3 separate regions of the Sus scrofa genome follow, and regions 1 and 2 are each linked to region 3. Evidence: chromatin contacts called from public Hi-C and promoter capture Hi-C data. All regions are on one chromosome and are shown on one strand. The core of a region is the stretch at or near the end of the contact, and the rest is flanking DNA. Distances in the headings are between cores, read along the strand shown.

The links. Promoter capture Hi-C pulls out the DNA fragments that hold promoters and counts their contacts. Hi-C and Micro-C count contacts between places; a contact is called where the count stands out from the background.
Region 1: a promoter capture Hi-C map of fetal liver shows a contact between it and region 3, with 2.1 times the contacts expected there. A contact is called at or near these places in 2 of 5 promoter capture datasets (fetal liver and liver), 8 of 47 Hi-C or Micro-C datasets (adipose tissue, blood, heart right ventricle and 4 more) and 1 of 2 datasets of targeted methods (skeletal muscle).
Region 2: a contact with region 3 is called in a Hi-C map of liver, with 1.9 times the contacts expected there. A contact is called at or near these places in 1 of 5 promoter capture datasets (liver), 7 of 47 Hi-C or Micro-C datasets (adipose tissue, blood, heart right ventricle and 4 more) and 1 of 2 datasets of targeted methods (skeletal muscle).

What each region holds. Positions count from the first base shown.
Region 1 is chr3:26,623,103-26,625,831 of Sscrofa11.1, reverse strand. No RefSeq gene overlaps it. Among named protein-coding and RNA genes, the nearest start is that of SMG1, 29 kb to the left of the region's middle.
Region 2 is chr3:26,605,748-26,608,512 of Sscrofa11.1, reverse strand. No RefSeq gene overlaps it. Among named protein-coding and RNA genes, the nearest start is that of SMG1, 47 kb to the left of the region's middle.
Region 3 is chr3:26,759,229-26,761,928 of Sscrofa11.1, reverse strand. ARL6IP1 (ADP ribosylation factor like GTPase 6 interacting protein 1) reads right to left here and starts at 1,284. Exons shown (of 6, transcript NM_001244213.1): 1 at 1,170-1,284. The coding sequence starts at 1,205.

The DNA.
Region 1 (2,729 bases), core at 117-2,616, 140 kb after region 3:
ACTACACAAAGCCCAACAAATTCATTAAAGGGATAGAACTGGAATTCTTAAAGAGGCCTGTTATTTCATTTAGCATGGATAAGCAATGATGTCCTGCTCTACAGCACAGGGAACTATATCCAATCTCTTAGGATAGACCGTGATGGATGATAATATGAGAAAGGGAATGTATATACATGCAAGACTGGGTCACTTTGCTGTACAGTAGAAACTGGCACACATAGTCAATCAACTATACCTTAATTTAAAACAATGTTGTTGTTTTTTTTTTTTTTTTAAAGAGTCTGGGAATATTCCTGTGTCTTAAGGTCATTACCTGGCCAGCCCCAGGTGAATGGTGGGCTCAGGAGGGTTCGTGTGATTTCCAAATTCTGAGAAAAAGGTATATAGTTCCCAATATTCAAAAACTGAGAAATTACAAACAAAAATTCAGATTTTTTTTTTTTTGCTCTTTTTTAGGGCCACACCCACGGCATATGGAAGTTTCCAGGCTAGGGGTCCAATCAGAGCTACAGCTGCTGGCCTACACCACAGGCACAGCAATGCAAGATCCGAACCACATTTGCAACGTACACCACAGCTCATGGCAATGCCGGATCCTTAACCCAGTGAGCAAAGCCAGGGATCAAACTGACAATTTCATGGTTCCTAATTGGATTTGTTGGGCTGTACCATGACAGGAACTCCAACAAAAATCCAGGTTTTTTGTTTGTTTCCTTTGAAATCTGGAAGCATCGGGCTCACATTTTTTTCAGAATAATAAGGAGAAAGGCTGATTACTGGCTGCCTTTACCGCATTTAGATTTTTTTTGGGTCAGGGGGCAGGCCTGCCACAGGCAGATGTTCCTGGGACAGGAGTCAAATCCGACCCACAGCAGTGACAACACTAGGTCCTTAACCATGGGGCCACCAGGGAACTCTTAGATTTTTACCTAGGCCTCTTTAGGTATCTGAATTTACACCCTGGAATGTAAAGCCCCTTATTGTATAAGCACGGAAAAAAAGCATAGCAAAGTGACTTGCCAGGAGGGATCCTGGTGTCCTTGCTCCCAGCCATGGGCTCTTTCCAGACTCCTTGCCCAGATACAGTCATCCTGAAAAATCCCTGTTTGTCCAGACAACACACACACACCCTATGTAGAGATGCACGTACAGCCACGCTTCACTTTTGAAATGAGGAAAATATGCATTGTTAGTAAAAAAAGAAAAAAAAAAGATCTCGTAGGTTAAAAAAAATTGCAAATTTCTGTTGCCTTTGGTCACCACGTCGGCCTATTTTAATCTGGACCTCTTTCCACTTCTTTAAGGAAATAGTAAATCCAGGTTAATATTTATTCCAATTCTGAGTCAGGCTTGGTTTCACTTTCTAAATTTGTGATCTGGTGAGATGTTGAGACATAATGAAATAAGAAATTGGAGGGTGGGGTGGGGAGAGTAAGAAACAATTGGTTTCATAACAACTCCTCCTGGCAGCAGTAATTAAACAGTGTAGGAATTAATAAGATGATGAACAGAATATATCTAGAATACGGCATAGAATATGGTCATTTAAGTGCTTCTTCCTCCCTTACTCTGCAGGGTCCCCTTGAGGTGCTCTTTGAATTTATCTCCCCGTCCTCAGTCGTGCTCCCCTCCCCCAGGTGGAGCATCCATTGGTGGGGGAGGGGGAGTGTGTCGGAGAACCAGAAACACAAAAGCAGCAACCTCTGGACCCGGTTCAGTAAATCATTGATCTGCTAGGTCCGTAAGTGTCCAACACCCACTTCCGATTGTGTTTTTTGGACCCCAGGCCAGTGCTTGTCACATGTGAATGTGCTTATGAGTCACTTGGGATCCTGTTGAAGTGGGGACTGATTCAGCAGGTGGGGGCCGGGGCCTGAGAGTCTGCATTTCTTTCTTTCTTTCTTTTTTTTTTTTTTTTTTTTTTGCTATTTTAGGGCCACATCCACGGCATATGTTAGGGGTCTAAACGGAGCTGAAGCCGCCGGCCTATGCCAGAGCCACAGCAACGTCGGCTCTTTAACCCACTAAGACAGGCCAGGGATCGAATCTGCATCCTCATGGATCCTACTCCGGTTCATTACTGCCAAGCCGCAAAGGGAACTCCAGATTCTGTATTTCTGATAAGCATCTGAGTGAGGGAGTTCCCTTCGTGGCGCAGTAGTTAACGAGTCCGACTAGGAACCATGAGGTTGCGGGTTCGGTCCCTGCCCTTGCTCAGTGGGTTAACGATCCGGCGTTGCTGTGAGCTGTGGTGTAGGTTGCAGATGAGGCTCGGATCCCGAGTTGCTGTGGCTCTGGCGTAGGCCGGTGGCTACAGCTCCGATTCGACCCTTAGCCTGGGAACCTCCATATGCTGCAGGAGCGGCCCAAGAAATAGCTAAAAAGACAAAAAAAAAAAAAAGGCATCTGAGTGATGTCAGCGGAGGCTGCAGGTCTGGTGATCACAGTCTGGCACAGTGAGGCCCTAGAATAGAGCAGAGTTTTTTACACTCACTTCCCCATTCGAATTACCTGGGGGTATTGTTTGTTTGTACGGCTGGATCCTTAACCCACTGAGGAGGCCAGGGAATCAAACCTGCGACCTCATGGATGCTAGTCAGATTCATTTCTGCTGAGCCACAATGGGAACTCCTGCCTGGGGAATCTTTAAGAACTCCTGATGCTTGGGTTCCAAGCTGGATTCTGACTTAATTAGTGTGGGTGAAGCCTGGGCATTAGGATTTTTT
Region 2 (2,765 bases), core at 238-2,737, 150 kb after region 3:
TTTTTTCTTTGTTTTTGCCCCCTGGGATTTTTTTTTGAGAAGTTTTATTGAGTAGAGTTGATTTATAAGATATGGGTTGTTTTTTGTTCTGAGATGACTAAGTCATCTTTCAAGCCCCCTCTACCCTTCCCCAATGCCAAGGGCAGTCAGTTCACAGAGCAGCCAAGCCTAGTCCTTCAGCCTCTCGATGCCTTAACACAGCTGTTGATCTTGGAGCAGTTATGGAAAGGCTGGATAAGGGAGTTCCTGTTGTGCCTCAGTGGATTATGACCTGATTAGTACCCATGAAGATGCAGGCTCAATCCCTGGACTCACTCAGTGGGTTAAGGATCCTCCAGCATTGGGGTGAGCTGTGGTGTAAGTTGCAGATGTGGCTTAGATCCCAAGTTGCTGTGGTTGTGGTGGAGGCCAGCAGCTGCAGCTCCAATTCAACACCTAGCCTGGGAACCTCCATATGCCTCAGGTGCAGCATTCCACCCCCCTAAAAAAAAGAAAAGGCCAAAAAAAGAAAGAAAAGAAAATGCAGCTTGGGCTAGAGTTCTGAGGCCCATGGAAGCCAAGTAAAAGAATTTTAATTTGGGAAGTTCCCATTGTGGAGAAGCAGGAACGAATCTGACTAGTAACCCTGAGGTTGCTGGTTCAATCCCTGGCCTCACTCAGCGGGTTAAGGATCTGGTGTTGCCGTGAGCTGTGGGGTAGGTCGTAGATGTGGCTCAGATCCCACATTGCTGTGGCTGTGGCATAGGCCGGCAGCTACAGCTCCTAATCGTCCCCTAGCCTAGGAACCTCCATTTGCCAAGGGTGCAGTCCTAAAAAGCAAATTAAAACAAAAAAACCCAAAAAAACAAAGAAAGAAAGAAAGAAAAACAATCTTCATTGGGAACCAACACGTTTTGTTATTACAGGGGTGTGACACGATCAGTTTGCCTTTTAGGATGCTGCTGCTGCTGCTGCTGCTGCTGCTGCTGCTGCTGCTGCTGCTGCTGCTGCTGCTGCTGCTGGCAGTAACTCCAGGAGATGGAGAGAAAGGTGAGAGATTAGAAGCAGCAGATCCATTTGGGAGTAATAATGTAACTGCTGAGAGAGTGAGATGCTTAGGCTTCTGTAACAAAGTGAACTTAGAATAAGATGTTTGTTTCTCTTTCACATAACAGTCCATGTTGGAGGTCTAGGGCTGGGATTGTGGGACTTGGGCTGCTGCTGCTTCTTTTTTTCTCTCTCTCTCTTTTAAAATTAAATTAAATTGTACTTTTTTATTGTTGGGCTTCTTCCATCTTGTTTTGCATTCTCAACACAGCTTCCACCTTAGGGTTCAAAAACCTGCCTGCGTATCTACATTCCAGCTAGAGAGAGGAAGAGGGAAGGTGAGTGGAAGACAAGCTCCTCGCCTTTAAGAGCACAAACTGGAAACTGCATACATTACCTCTGCTGCCACGTCATAGGTCGGAACTCAGTCACATGGCCACACCTGAAGCAAAGGAGGCTGCGAAATGTAGTCTTCATTCTGGTTGGCCATGCCTTCGGGAAGGAAGGTGAGATTAGTCAGGAGGGACAGCTAGCCTTCTCCATCCCAGCCCTCACAAGGATGAGGGAGACAAGGTGCCAGCATCAAGGGCTCTTTCTGAGCTGTAACAGGATTCAGCAGTTGAATGAATGAGGGGGATGAGAGGAAGGGAAGGACCTCGGATGACAGTGAGGTTTCTTACTTCTTACTGATTAAGCAGACACTTGGCCCGTGGGGTCTGGAACACCTACACCCCCTCAGCCCCCCGATACGTGCCGCTCCTCCCTTGGCAAATACAAAACTTCTGATGATTCTTCTCTTCTCCCCAGCTCACTGGTCTCCACCCCCAAATGTACTGCCAGCTGCTGTTTACTTAGGAAATGAAAACTAATTTTAGTGATAACTTTAGAACAACCTAATTTCAAAGCAAATCAGCTGCTACCATCACATATGGACAAGGGACATCAAAGGCAAATAGCTATGACTTCGGACCTACAGGTTCTGTGAAATTATCTATGCCACCGCCTGACTCTACTGTGGATGTTAAGATAACCATTTTCCCCATGAATTCTGAAAAGACCACGTTCATTGCATTCGCTTTTTCCTCCACCTGGAATGTTGTTCCGTTAAGGTCTCTGCTCAAATGTCATCTGATCAGGGCCAGGCTGTGCCAACCAGCACCCACTCACCCTGCTCATAGTCACCACCCGCTTAACCACTTTAGCGTTAGTCACAGGACCGATCACCATTTGTATGTATATTGATATATCTACTTGTCAAGGAATTTATTGTATCTCCTCACACCTTTAGTAGGTTACAGGCTCCATGAGGGCAGCAGCTCGTGCCTTCTGGTCACTGCTGTTTCTCCAGTACCTAGAACCGGTGGAATATCTTGACATCTGTTTTTGCATGGCCTGCAAAAGTGGAAGGTATGAAAAATGGACACTTCAAACAAGCTCCTGGTGGCAATGTTATTCAAAAACCCAGTTTTCTGGGGGTTCCCACTGTGGTGCAGTGGGTTTTGGATATGGTGTTGCCAGAGCTGTGGCATAGGTTGCAGCTGCAGTCCTTGGCCTGGGAACTCCCATATGCTGCGGGTGCTGACAAAACCAAACCCCTGCCACATTTTTCTGGTAAACAATTTGGCTTGACTTTCTATGTGTCAATCCCAAGGATATTATCAACAGTCTAGACAAATATTTACAATAGAGATTGACAAATCTTTTCTTTTCTTTTTTTTTGGTATTTTTGTCTTTTTAGG
Region 3 (2,700 bases), core at 35-2,534:
TGTTTATATTTTAATCATTTCTCGTAACAAACTGAAAGGAAGATGTTATTATTTTCATTTTATAGATAAGGACACTGAGATACACAGAGGTTAACAGATCTGAATCTGGCAAATCCAAGGCCAAAGGCCTGTCCTTAAAGCCACACTGCTCTGCAGAGAGAGCAGCAGAGCAGAGCCCATATCGGTTGTCTCAACAGCTGTGTAAACTTGGGCAACTTCTTTGTGCTACAATCAATTCTTAAAACGAAGCTGGCTGGGGCTAACTAGGCTTACCACAGAGAAGAGGTTTTTGCTGTGTGTGTGTCATGGGGCAGAGGTCATACGTTTCTAAAAATCAATGCAAAACGAAAATCATGCACAATCAAAACTGCCCTGCAAAGTCACTTAATTCATTAGCACTCTCCCTGGGGAAAATGCAACGTAGAAAATGGACTGATCCTTCCTTCCCTTTTGCCTAGATCCTGCGTGATTCTCAGTGAGGTTAAAATTGTCTGCCTGTGATAGAACCTCACTGCATTTCCTTTAGACCCCTGCTTACTCGAAAGTCCTCCCGTGACCCTCCCCCTTCCCCAAAGGTTTATCAGTTACAGACTAACGCCGAGACCTCCCATAGTCCTTCCGGCTGGACTCTTACTTTCGGTTCCCAGCGGTGAGTTTGCAGCCTCGCTGCCGTGTTAAGCTGTGCCAGCTCTAACAAATTATCGGCAGCAACCCTTTGACCCTCAACCCCTGACCAAATACTGGGGAAAAGGGCGAAAGGATGTCCTGCTTAAGATGAAAGAGGGAAAACCCGGATACCGCTGGGGCCTGGGCCCCCCGAAGCACTCGACAGGGCACTCGCGGCCCTCAGCCAGTGACTGCACCCCAGGCGGGTCCCAGCCCCTCTTCTCTCGCTTCCTCCTCAACCTCTATTCGCGGTGAATGATCACGCGCCCTCGCTCCGTCGCGAACCGTCCCCAAGGGATGTTAGGCGTGGACACGACTAGTGACCGCCAAGCAAGGCTCACCCACGACATCCAAAGGGCAGGAGTCGTCGCCTGCACCTGGGCACCGGGAGAGGAGGCCGGGCCCGCGGCAGGTGATAGGAACGAAGCCGCAGCGCCGTCCCATGGAGCCTAATATCCAGAAACCCAGCGCATTTCCCTCACGACGAAGCCGCCAGGACTCACCAGCAGATTGGTGCTGCGATTATCTCCCTCTGCCATCGTCCCTGAGGTGTCGTCTCTAGGAGCGAAAGACGCCACAAAACCAAGAGCTCTCTCGAACCCCTTAAGGCTACCCTGGCATCAGGGTACGCCCCGCAAGCCGCTTATATAGGCTGGATGCCTTTCCCGACAGACCCCGCGAAGCTCGCTCCTCATTGGGCAAATCAAGATGAAGCTGAAGCCGGGGCGGCCAACCGCTGTCCAGCGCATGTCTTGAAACCGAGGTCAAAGGAGAGTGAGAACGCCGGGGCCGAGGAGGCGGGGACACTGAATGACCAATCAGCGCCCAGGAGGTGTGCGACGCCCCGCCCAGGCCTTTCAGAAGCGGTTGAACGGCCGCTGCCCGGGGCCTGGTGTGGCCTCAGTATCCCCGGGGCCTGTGGGAACCGTAGCTCTCGGACGCTCTTTCAGGGGGACCTCAAAGCAGCCAAGGAGACTCTCCGGAATTAGTCCTCGAGGAAATATGCCACCCAGTATCAGGCGGAAGGCAGAGGTGGTCATGTGACGCTAACTTCATTGTGATTAAGGGGGCCGGCTGGGATCCTCTTAACAGAAGCAGCCTGTGGCCCTCGCCCCAGCTGTTCCCCGTCGGCCCCGCCTTCTGATCCCTGCTCCCGCAGCCTTGAGCAGTTTAGCCTGGATTTATGACTCGTGCCCATCTCGTGAGGTTTCGCGGACAAATGAATAGGGCTATTTATGTAGATTTTTTTTCCGCAATGTTACTCCCCTTTAAGGCCTTAGTTTGATGGGGGTAGGAGAAAATCTTGGCGTAGTTCGACAACTTGTGAAAAATGCATTGACTTAAAAAAATCGGCTTGTTTATATAGGGTGTTTGGGGAAATTCTTTGTGGGGTAAACTACGAACTCCCTCTCCAAAAAGGGACTTGTTTTGACAGATCTTTTTACATTAGAGGTCATGCTAAGGAAAGATGTCAACTCTCTCATAAGGGTGGAATGAATTGGAATTTAAGAAGCAGATGAATGCCAGGGGAGCGGCCAAACAAAAACAAAAACTAGATGAGCTGTGTTGAGAAATCTTTTCTCTCCAGGACTTCACAAAAATGTATTTAAAAAATGCTTTCATTTTCATTGCTCGAAATATGCTAAATGTTGACCTGGTCAGATGTCTTTTTGAGGAAAACTTAGCATAGCTTTTAACTTTTTATAGTCTTCTATATTATGCCATCGTTTGTTTTTGGGTTTTTTTGGTATCTCATGTGGCATTTTTTTATTATACTATTAACCAATTGTGTTTTTTTTTTCCCCGCTGTACAGCATGGGGACCAAGTTACACTTACATGTATACATTTTTTTCCACCCTTTGTTCTGTTGTGATATAAGAATGTAAGTTTCTTTTTTTACTGTGAAAAAAAATAAAGCATCTGATCAGGTATAAACACTTGGAGGGAGATTAAAAAAAAAAAAAAAGCCTCTGCAAGGGAAGGGGACTGACTCTTCAGTAAAGTTCCACTTAGGGAAATGTTGGGGAGAAAAA